Linked DNA regions of Mus musculus: regions 2 and 3 are each linked to region 1. The links are chromatin contacts, called in public HiChIP or PLAC-seq and promoter capture Hi-C maps. All regions are on one chromosome and are shown on one strand. The core of a region is the stretch at or near the end of the contact, and the rest is flanking DNA. Distances in the headings are between cores, read along the strand shown. Region 1 holds the start of Brca2 (breast cancer 2, early onset). Region 2 overlaps Gm52797 (a long non-coding RNA gene). Region 3 has its middle 39 kb from the start of Fry.

What was found. Promoter capture Hi-C pulls out the DNA fragments that hold promoters and counts their contacts. HiChIP or PLAC-seq counts read pairs in DNA pulled down with a chosen protein or histone mark.
Region 2: a contact with region 1 is called in a promoter capture Hi-C map of the HPC-7 cell line, with 3 times the contacts expected there. The contact joins the enhancer-like site here to the promoter of Brca2 in region 1. A contact is called at or near these places in 8 of 39 promoter capture datasets (the C10 cell line, the HPC-7 cell line, erythroid cells and 3 more), 5 of 484 Hi-C or Micro-C datasets (CD4 T cells, nephron progenitors, pre-B cells and 1 more), 8 of 115 datasets of contacts at active chromatin or transcription factors (astrocytes, bone marrow-derived macrophages, embryonic forebrain and 5 more) and 3 of 9 other capture datasets (adipose tissue, macrophages and pancreatic islet).
Region 3: a contact with region 1 is called in an H3K4me3 HiChIP or PLAC-seq map of neural tube, with 4 times the contacts expected there. The contact joins the enhancer-like site here to the promoter of Brca2 in region 1. A contact is called at or near these places in 4 of 115 datasets of contacts at active chromatin or transcription factors (embryonic forebrain, embryonic limb bud, extraembryonic endoderm stem cells and 1 more) and 1 of 9 other capture datasets (adipose tissue).

Annotation. Positions count from the first base shown.
Region 1 is chr5:150,520,708-150,524,442 of GRCm38.p6, forward strand. It overlaps Brca2 (breast cancer 2, early onset), which reads left to right and starts at 1,914. Exons shown (of 27, transcript NM_009765.3): 1 at 1,914-2,189; 2 at 2,468-2,572. The coding sequence starts at 2,506.
Region 2 is chr5:150,113,880-150,117,614 of GRCm38.p6, forward strand. All of the region lies in intron 2 of Gm52797 (a long non-coding RNA gene), which reads right to left. Among named protein-coding and RNA genes, the nearest start is that of Gm52797, 15 kb to the right of the region's middle. Within about 2 kb of position 1,977, at least 40 of the 459 cell types and tissues checked have an H3K27ac peak or open chromatin away from gene starts, as enhancers often do. A contact at or near this core is called in the HPC-7 cell line, adipose tissue, memory CD8 T cells and 1 more, where this site is marked.
Region 3 is chr5:150,218,779-150,222,513 of GRCm38.p6, forward strand. It overlaps a transcript of Fry not described here. Among named protein-coding and RNA genes, the nearest start is that of Fry, 39 kb to the right of the region's middle. Within about 2 kb of position 1,748, at least 26 of the 459 cell types and tissues checked have an H3K27ac peak or open chromatin away from gene starts, as enhancers often do. A contact at or near this core is called in neural tube, where this site is marked.

The sequences.
Region 1 (3,735 bases), core at 664-3,163:
CTTTTCCCCCTAGAGATTCTCATCCACACAATATTGAACTGCATCCTACAGATTTGCTAGAAGAGATTTGATACTCTCCATCACACACCTAGACATAGAAGGTAACTCTGTGAGGGTATGACTATACTAACTGTAAGACTTTTATTCAGTATTTACAATATATATATGACCATCAAGGTGCAGTGCACATCATATACATTTTTATGAAAATAATAGATTTAACAGATAATGGATTGAATTCAATAATGCTTGGTAGTTAACAATCTGAGTAGCTGAGCTCAAATCATACAAAGTCTATTAGAACAGACAGACATGGTTGGGAGGTTCCTTGTACCAAGAACACAAAACGTAGTCATGAGCTGTTAAAGGCCAGGAGGGTGTGATACTGAGCTATCTTTCAGGGGGTGAAATGTGTCAAGGCTTCTCATTATTCCACTCTAGTGAGACACCTCTCTCCTCCGACTTCCCCGGGGGAAGAAGCAATTTTTTTCTTTTCTAAGTAGAAATTACTGTGCATTTTATTGTTTGAGTGCTTTGTCTGCATGTACATCTATCTGCACGCCAGGAGAAGGCATCAGATCCCATTACAGATGGTTGTAAGTCATCATGAGGGTGCTGGAAATTGAATTGAGGACCTCTGGAAGAGCAGCCAGTGCCCTCAACTGTTCAGCTGTCTCTCTGGCCCCAATATGTTTTTTTTCCAAGACAGAGTTTCTCTGTGTAGACCAGGCTAGCCTCGAACTCATAGAGATCAGCCTGCCTCTGCCTCCCAAGTGCTGGGATTAAAGACATATGTCACCTTTGTCTCATTTTACAAGCTAACAAAACCAAATGGATTTGAATCTAAATTTAGAACGTCTACCAGGCTAGTTTTTACCCACTGGACAATGCTAAACACTTCATAGTATTGTTAGAAACGTTCAGCAAGCAGTAGTTTATTACTAGATAATATCATAGGCCTCTTCTTTGCTAAGCAGACCTACATCAAAAGTTTTAGTATTTTTTTACAATAGTGATACTTCTTGCTAAAACTAAGGATTACAGCTTACCAGACAAAATTGATACCAATAAACCAAGCAGACTTTTCTCAATCGTCTTTATTGTAGTGCTGAGTATCTAACCCAGACCCAGAGTCTCTACTATTGAGCCAGATTCCCCAACCGCAGGTCATTGTTTTTCTAATCCAAGAGGACCTTTTAACTGCTTAATCATGTTCTGGAAGCAGCAAGGCCTCTAAGATCTCTTGTTGGATCCAGTCGAGGGCTTTCTAAAGTTCAAACTACAAACCTACAGTAAGCCATGCACTGGGCTTGTTACTCAGTAAATTCAGGGGAGAGGTAATAATGTTTCAGTTTTCTAGGCCAGTTTCTGGAAAAGTCGGGAAATACGGTGATCGCATCCTAAAACCTGCAGAAAGGAGTACTAATATTGCAGGACTGCTATTTAACTGCGTGCGTGCGTGTGTGTGTGTGTGTGTGTGTGTGTATGAGAGAGAAAAGAGGGGGAGGGGGAGAAGGAGAGAGAACACTTGAGCCCAGGTCCTACCACCCGTCCTCAATAAGACAATTAAAAGCGCCAAATTAAAAGTGTAAAGCTGAAAGATTTATTTAATGTGACGACATTGAGAAGAGGGTAAAGAGATCCAAAGAATCCCTTCCAAGTCTATCTTCAGGGTTAAAGTAAACAGAACTCCAAGAACCCCGAAGATACAGAAAAAGAAAGTATAAACAAAATTTTAGGCCACAGCGGGAAACAGACACACACACATATCGTGAGGGGAAGAAAGGAATTCGGCTGGGGATGGGCGAGCACATGCTAGCCGGGAACAGGCACAGAAGGAGCTGCTCGCTGACTTCCCGGTGGCACTCGCGCCGCGTCCCCGTCGCGGGGTCATGACGTCACGGGCAGAGCGCGGGCTTTTCGCGGGAGCGGGAGCCGTGAGGCGTTGCCGTCAGTCAGCTACCGCTGCGGGAGCGGAGCGGGTCGGTGCGGCCGGGTGTGGCGGGCGTGCGCTCCGGGGTCGTGAGGCCGTGAGGGACGCGCCTGACACCCCGGAGGAGCCAGTCGACCTCCTTCACGGCCACCCGGAGCAGCTGCCCCGGTGCAGCCCGCGGCGTCCTCCCAGAGGGATCCGGCGCGTCCAGAGTCCGCGGTAGCTGCCCCGTTCTGCAGTCGCCGGATTACCTAACGTGTGTGTCTCGGCTCCCTGATTAGTCAATGTGAATAATTCTAAATAACGTTAGGTTTGTCTTGTCATTGACTCCCACCATAGCCACTTTCGGGTGCTGTGATGTATCTAGTAGCCACTTGGTTGGAAGCACAGTTATAAACTGTCCCCATCTTCATGATAAGTTCTGCTCTTGTCCCAAAAGATAGGCCTGAGGTAGGATAAGCTTCCAAGCGATTCTGGTTTTACCTGTCACAAGAAACCAGGCTTGTGCAGTGTCTGTTATTTTCTCTTTTGCAGACTTCCTTACCGAGCATCGGAGAAATACTGTAGAGAAAATGCCCGTTGAATACAAAAGGAGACCAACTTTTTGGGAAATTTTTAAGGCGAGATGCAGCACAGCAGGTATTGAGGAATTTTATAAAACCTGGTAAATTAAGTCCCATTAAAAAAATATTTTCAATAAAATAAGTCAAGGTGAATGCTTGCTTTAAAAACAAACAAAAACCCCAGCACCTGGGAGACAGAGGCAGGTGGACTTCTCTGAGTTTGAGGCCAGCCTAGTCTAAAGAGAGAGATAAAGGGCTTTATAGAGAGCCTCTGTCTCAGAAAAACAAACAAAAAATTACTTGAGCTAGGTTATAATCCTATGGAAGCTGAGGCAGAAAACTGAGCCAGGTGGATTAAATGAGTTCAAGGCCAACTTGGGCTACATAGGGAATTCCTGGATGTCAGGAGCAACAGAGCTTAGACCTAATTAAAAACAAAACACAAAAGAGGGATGAAAGTGACCCTGGTCTCTGCATTTGTTCCTCAGCATCAATTTAGCAGGCATTAGCTGATTCCTGTAATCTCACCTTTGGGAGGTAGAGGCAGGAGGATCAGGAGTTGAAGGTGATTTGTGCTGTAAACAGGTCGTGGAGTCAGATCCAGTTAACATAATCTTTTCCTGGTCAATCAGATGATGTAGAATACCTAAACTGATGGGGAACTAACTCTTTGACTTCCAGTGGAAAGAACTGTTTTGAAAGGGCTACGAGCAAATCAGAAGCATTGGTGATGCTAGTGATGAACACTTTTCAAACCTTTTATGACTTATTTTGTTTTGAGCTGTATGAGTGTGTTTGTGTATTTGCTCTGTGTGTGTCGGTGCCTACAGAAGTCAGAAGAGGACATCAGGTCCCCTGGAGCTGGAGTTGCAGGTTGGTTGTGGGCTGTGATGTAGATGCTAGACTGAGTTTGGGTCTTCTGCAAGAGCTTCTTAACCCAAGAGCTTCTTAACCACTGAGTCATTTCTCCAACCCTAGCTTTCTCTGTTAAATGACATCGTCTTGCTCCGTAACCATGACTGATTTACGATTTGCTATGTAGATCAGGCTGGTTTCAAACTTGCAGTGACCTTCCTGAGTGCTGGGATTGCAGTGTGAACAGCCACACCAGGCTCTGAATTAGATATCATAAATAAATATTGACAGTGCATGAAAAAGATCACATCCATTAATATTACAACTGATCTGATAAGTTTTTGAAGTCTGGAAGAAGTCAGCTACTGTTAGTTCTCTAGAAAT
Region 2 (3,735 bases), core at 727-3,226, 410 kb before region 1:
TTAGCTGGTTGGTCTAGATGGCTTTTTCTTGCTGTCAAAGACACCATGACCAAAAGCGACTTGGGAAGGAAAGGGTTGATTTGGCTTACAAGATTCAATTACAGTCCATCTTCGGGAAAGCTGGAGCAGGTACCATGGGGGAAGGAGGCTTACTGGATTGCTTTCCCTAGCTTTCTCGGCCACCTTTACTTATATTTTTTTATGTCCAAACAAACTTTTGAGATTTTGTTTATTTCTAGGTGATGTGTAGTGGTTGTGTCTGCGAGTATGTCTGTGTGCCACGTATGTGCAGTACCTCTGGAGTCCAGAAGAGGGCATCAGATCCCTTGATGTTGGAGTTAACAGACATTGTGAGCCCCCATGCATGGTCTGAGAATTAAACTTGGGTCTTCTGAACGATCAAACGGTGCTCTTAACCTCTGAGTCAGCCCCTTAGCTGCCCCGCTCCCTTTCTTGTACAGTCCACCTTCCCAGAGTTGGGTTGGTCGCCACCCACAGTGGGCTGGGCCCTCCTATATTTGATCAGCAACCAAGAAAACACCACACAGGTATCCACAGGCCAGTCTGATGGAGGTGATTCCTCAGTTGTGACCCTTTCTTCCCAAATATTTGTCAGTTTGACAAAAACTGACATACATTAGTCATGTAAGTAAGCAGAAGGAGCGGATACAAACGATAGCTAAAATTCTTTTTTGAGAGATATTTAGATACAACAAGAAACACCTTCAAACCATTCATCTGAAAGATGGCATCGCGTTAACCTTTATCAATACACATTTATGGGTGTCGTTTCTCATCCTCTGGTCTAGTGGTTCTCAACCTTCCTAATGCTGCGACCCTTTAATACAGTCCCTTGTGACATGGTGGCCCCAACCATAAAACTATTTCACTACTATTTTAGAACTGTACATTTGCTGCTGCTATGAATCATAAGGTAAACACCTGATAGACAACGCCCCGTGGGGGTTGCGACCCACAGGTTGAGAACCACTGATCTAAGGTAGCCAGAACTACAGCCATCTGTTTGGGTGAGTTAGCTACCCCAAAGTTTTCCACAAGAAAGGCAAGGGCTGTGATCCTAGCCTATGTTTTTGGCTGCGTTCCCAGTTAAATGTCACAACAGTAGCTGCCTTTGGGATATCTCTTCTTTTTGTTCACAGAAGAGGCTCTTTATTGGAGAGTCTGAGTAATTATACACTATGCTTCTTTCCCTCCACATAATATGAAAATTGTTAATTTTCCTTTTTCTCTATGGTAACTGCTGGGGTATTTCAAGCCCCTGCCTGTTCTCTCTTAAGTCTGTATCCAGTTTCCCAAGGGGCAAATCTGGAAATATTGAAAAAGCAGAGATAAGCAGTTTAGGTTGACAGAAGCGTGTGTTTCAGGCACGATCCCTCTTCGACTCTGCCCTTCCCTGAGGCCCGTGTGCATCTTTACACACTGGGACTTTTCTGGTGCCCTTTTTTCAGCATGGACCATTCTTCTCGGTTTCTCAGCCTTTTGTACTCCTCCATGTTTCTCTGTCAGCTCTGCATGCCCCTACATCAGGGTGCTCTCCGAGTGATCCTGACAGAACCACGTGTTCCTGTTTCAGCTAGGAGAGAGTCGTCTACCACTCACTGTGTACAGAGAGTGTGTGCTGTTGCTGGTATTTTTAATTTTAAAACTTCACAGGTTCAGCTTTACACACCTGAACACACGCTTTTCCATCAGATCACCCCTATGTCTTGGTGAGTTTCCTGTCTGCAAGGTGGACTGGTTTCCCTAGAGCGATAAGGAAGCCCGGCTAGAGGGCTGAGGGTGCCAGGAGGCAAACGGCGTGTCAGGAAGCAAGTGGTTTGGTTACTCTGTAGGTTCTGTTGTTATTGGCTTTTCATCTACAGACACAAATCCCATGAGCAGAGCAAGGGGCAACAGATGCTTGTGCCCATAACTCTGGGCTATGACCTTGGATTGGGGGCGGGGAGGACGGGGAGGGACCAGGCTGCTGGAGAGGGCTGCACAGCGTGGCTGTGGGGCAGAGCTGACAGCTGACAGCCAGCTGAGCCAACCCAGCAGCACACTTTCTGGTTCCCACAGGCTACCATGTGGGGCTCAGTTAGGTCAGTGTTCTTGCTAACTTTCCTCCCATGAGACAGAAAACTGTAGTTAGTGCTCTTGGTTCAAGGAATGAAACTATGTATCATTTACAGATCGACGGGGCTGGCTCTGATACAGTTCAAAGTAGCGTGTATAGTTTTATTGTCTCATTTCTTCCATCCCATAACTCCCTGGGGTGAGACAGCATCTGCTCCTGAAAGAGAAATTACTGCAGCTTCCCCCTTGTTTTTCCTGGGCTTTGGACTCTGGGGAGATTAATACACCTCCATTCTTTTGGAATCCCAGATTTTTGCACAGAAACTTAGCTACAGACCATTGTAAAGCTGTTGTGTTAGATGTAAGATTCTTGTGAAAGGAATTCTCGTGTGTGTGTGTGTGTGTGTGTGTGTGTGTGTGTGTATGCCTAAGAAGAGGTATTGAAACGTAGTTTGGGGGTGTGGCTCACTGTAGAGTGCTTGCCTAATATCTATGATGCCCGAAAAAGAAAGTAAACAAGAACAAATTTCAAGGCATTTCAAAAGTCTTTAAAGATAGTAAATTATCAAGTGGGAATTTAATCTCATAGATCAAAGATCACACATTTATATATCAAAATTTTCTCTCTCAAATATTTAGATTACTTGTGGCTAACACATTAACATTGTGACTTCTTAGACCAAGACTCCATTAGATTTCAGGCATTTAGACTTAGTATTCAGTCCACAGCTTGTTAAGGCACGGAGAGTGTTGATGTAATTCTCTCGTGTCTTTGCAGTTGTCCCAAAGCACGGGAGCAGGCATGCGATATGGGCCAATTAGTTTCTAAATTTCTTAATGCATGTCAGCACTGTAGTCTGTCAGTGTGGAGAAACGGACTTCCTGTCTTATGATATAACTGAATTGGCCGCTCACCCTAACCCCCAGAGGTGATGGAATGACAAGCAGAGGCAGACAAATGAGATTATCAAAACATGGCACAGGGCCTGCTTTTAAAGGGGGGGTGAGTGGAAGCAATGGGAGTTGATGTGGGCACGCACCTTATTTCCTGCCTGAATGTCTGTGAACCACATGCATGCAATGCCTGAAGGGGCCAGAAGAGGGCGCCATATCCCCTGGACCTGGAGTCACAGATGGTTGTGAGTAGCCACGTGGGTGCTGGGAACTGAACCCAGGTCATTACACTGAACGCTTCCTCAGCTCGAGTGCATTACTCAGCTGAGGAAGCTTCACGACTCTATAGGATGACAAACTGGAGAACAGGGACACGTGGTCAGGAGACACAGGCCTCCAGCCCCAGCACGCAGAAGTTAAGGCCTTGAGATCTGTCCACTCTGCTCCAATTCAGAATCCTAAGCCAATATTCCATGAGGTTTGGAACCCAGGTTGGCGAGTGCTTCCTTTGATCTGATATAGGTGATGAAATAGATTTAAATGAGGCCTATTACCAACATCACATACTGTACAGGGCCAGGGCAACCGAGAAGGAATGGCAAATGTACTCCTTCATATGCTACCTGTATTGAGCTGAGCACCAGGCCATCTCTGCTCTCTCCAATGGCTGTTCTGCTGGGGTTCCCTCAGTTGCCCTCATGCTTGGCTACAGTCACTGCTTAACAATGAGGGTATTCCAGGCCCGTCATGACGGGGCCCAATGCC
Region 3 (3,735 bases), core at 498-2,997, 300 kb before region 1:
GGTTGTGAGCCACCATGTGGGTGCTGGGAATCAAACCCAGGTTTTCTGCAATGGCAGTCAGTTAAGCAATGAATTTAACCACTGAGCCATCTCTCCAGTCCCCACCCTATTATTTCTGAAGCAGGCTTTTGTTGGATATATCAGACTCTACTGACATATATTTTCCTTCATCACACTAAGTGCCCTACCCCCACTTCTATTCAGCCTGCATGGTTTCTGCTGAGATACCTTAGTCATCTTGTATTTAAAGAAGCAATTTTTCCCTTCTTGATTTTTAGAATCTCTTTGTCCTTCTGAAGTTTGTGTGTGTGCGCATGTGTGCGTGTATGTGTGTGTACATGTGTGTGTGTGTGTATGTGCGTGTGTGTGTGTGTGTGTGTGTGTGTGTGTGTGTGTGTGTGTTTAATGGACGGGGAGGGACTGTTTAGAATCCCTTTATTTGTTTGTTTGTGTCTCTTCTCAACATCGAGAAGTTTTTCTTGTGGAATAAGTTAGACCCCTTGATAGGACTCAATAAATCTCTTAGATTCTATTCACTTTTCCTTTAATTATTTATTTTCATTCTTTGCATTCATTTCAACAATAGCAAATGACTTTGTCTTCAAGTTTATTGATTCTTTCTCCTCGTGCTTCAGTGTACTGCTGGACGCTGTCATAAACATTTTAACTTGGCTACTGTGTTTTTCAGCTCCATCATTTCCTATTGGCTCCGTTTTAATAACTTACTTCTTAGTCCATAGGTCCGTTTTCTTGATTGTATTTACGTCATTGCCTTTGTTTTCCTCTAGCCTGCTGAGCAGAGTGATTTTTTTTTCTACATTTATTTTCTTCATGTGAGGCACATGTCTGTTGCGACACAGGTGAAGGTCATAGGGTGGCTCGTGAGAGCCAGTTCTTTCCTTCCACCACGTTGGTTTCAGGATCGGACTCAAGGTTGTCAGACTGGGTAGCGAATGCCTTTGCCTTCTAGGCCAGCTTGTCAGCCTGATGAAGAGATTTAAATCAGTGCTTGAAGCTCCTGTCAAATCCAAGTCCAGGATGTAAGACTGATTTCTTTCTGTGAATAGGCTCATCTTTTTATTTCTTAAAGTTGTTTGTTTGTTTTTGTCTTGAGTTCATTGCTGATGATAGGATGTGGTGATGCCTGCCTGTAGCCTCAGCTACTGAGAAGGCTGAGTCAGGAGGATTCCAAGTTCAAGGTCAGCCAGAGCATTTGAGAGAGACCCTCTAGAGGAACATCCCACATAGGGGCTTCAGCTAAATGGCAAAGCATTTGCCTATGATATGTGACGTCCTGGGTTCAACACAAGTAGGCATAAAAAAGAGGGTGAGGGGAAGGGAAGACAGACCTCCCTCCCAGGCCTGGCCGTGTTCAGGGCAAGGCCTTGCAAAGCAGTTAGTCATCATGATGCCATTGGGTGTTCTCAAACATTTTCTTGGAATGTTTCTCCCTTGGGTCTATGTCTGTAATTTTAACTCAATGCCCTATATGTGGAGATGTTTTTAAATGCATAAATTTCCCTTCGGGTCTTGCTTCAGGACCACAGATATATTCCCCTGCCTATAACGTCTGTTCTCAGAGCTCACAGGAACAGCCTCTCTGCAGCTCTCACAACCCACAGCCCCTGCCTCTAACTCCAGCAGCCTACAACCTGATATGCAAGCTAACTTGTACTAATTCCAGAACCTACCTCAGGCCGGGCTGTCTAGATTGCAGCTCTGCATCCCGCCGCTGGGGGCGCCCCTGAGATGGACTAGGGAATATTCAGCTGTGCAGCCAGTGGGGGAGCTGCGGAGATAGACTGGGGTCTTATCAGCTTGTCTTCTTTATTTTGGTAGTAATAGATACTGGGCAAATTCTGTCTCAGGAGCTGTTGTAGTTCTTGCATGTCTTTCTAAAACAAACTGTTTTAAGTATCTTAAAGTTACCATTAGCTTCGCACAGAGTGACCTTGTTAAATTAACCAAGGTAACAGTCCGTTTTCAGCACGCTGGTGGACTCCAGTTGTTCAGTACATTCGGAGCGAAATGATAAGCAAGCGTCGTTTCCCTCTCTTGAGCTGATGCTCATTAGCAAGAGTCCTTCTAAACATTCTGTGAGGAACTTCTACGAACAGCTCTGATGTACAGATTACAGCCGTGTTGTCAATGTGTGTGCCTTTGTGGCAAGATTTTAAATGTTAGGTGTGGTGCTTATGAAAGGAAAATTGAGAAGGGGGTTTCAGCATCCCCTTCCCTCCATACCCCTTAAGACCCCACCCTTTGTATGCCATTATGTTTCCACAGGCTAAGATGCAAAAGCCGTCGTCTGTAGAATAGGATGCAGGCTTATCAGTGACTGTTGTCTTCTGTAGAAGATGTGGCTAGCTGAACAAATCCTAATGCAGTTGTTTGCAAAGAATGAGAAATCACTTTTAAAAAAAAAGCTCTTCTCCCAAGTTTTCAAAAAATATCAGGATAATTTGCTTCATCCTTGACAACTAGCAATCGGGATGTATGTGTGTATCAGACTTTAAAAGGTGTTGTGGGTGGAGAGCTCTGATCTGATAGGAAGTTCCTTATAAAACGTGAAATCTCAGAGGTTAGAATGGCGCAGGCTTCTAACAAGGGTGGATGAGAGTGTACCCTGGGCTCCTTCCTTTAATCACACCCCACGTTCTATGCCACCAATAACTGGAATTGACCATGTTATATTTGTCTAATTCTTTTCAAGAAAAACAAAAGCTACGGAACTGTGAAGGAGCAGCATCTAATTTCTTCCTCCCCAGTGCTGTGATTTGTCTCATCTTGCATGTCTTATCTCACGAAATTGCCTCATATGTCAACAAAATGTCACCTCCCACAGAGAACCAGGATCCACTTTTTTTTTTTTTTTTTGGTCACAACAGCTGATGAAACTCGGATGGAATTCTTATTATAACTCGGTCTTACGTACAGAAAAATATTTTTGTTTGGCAAAGTGTTGACAGCTGGGGAGACGTGTGACGTCATATTGCTGAACGTCCTGACTCACGGGCAGCAGAGAGTTGCGTTTGTAAGCAGTGACGTGTGAGTTTGCAGACAAAGGTAACCATTATGCCTGCTGAGGACCCATTTTTTGGAAGGCCCCAGACTCAGCACAGAGAGATTCAGGAATTCTGAAATCTTGGCAGGCACCATGATTTTTTTTTACCACTTGAACCATTCAGGTGCCTTTCCTCACCTCTGCGCCAGTCTGATTGGCTGGAATAGACCTAGTCCCTCCCTGCTCCATCGCCCTCCTTGTCTGAACTAAAATCAAGACTCTTTGAGGACTCCTTGTGGGGGTGAGCCCTTCAGGAAAGCCATGTTGCCATCCAGGCTGCATTGGATCCTTTAATAAACACGTCCTAGCGGCCTCTACAGACTTTGATTTAAACCTGCTAGCCACTTCCCTGTCTTCTTTGCTGGATAAGAAATTACTAATTTGCCACCTTATTAGCAACATGTAAACTAGGCACAGTGACATATGCCTTTAATCCCAGCACTTGGGAGGCGGAGGCAAGCAGATTTCTGTGGCCGAGGTCAGTTTGTTCTACATAGTGAGTTCCAGAACAGCCAAGGGCTATATTGAGAGACCCTGTCTCAACCTCCCCACCCCCACATGTACCCCCCAAAGCCATTTAAGATCGTGCCTGGCATCCAGACCGGATCTAATAAACATGTTAATGAACAAGGAAAGACGTGAATGAATGATTGAATCATGTCCTGTAAATG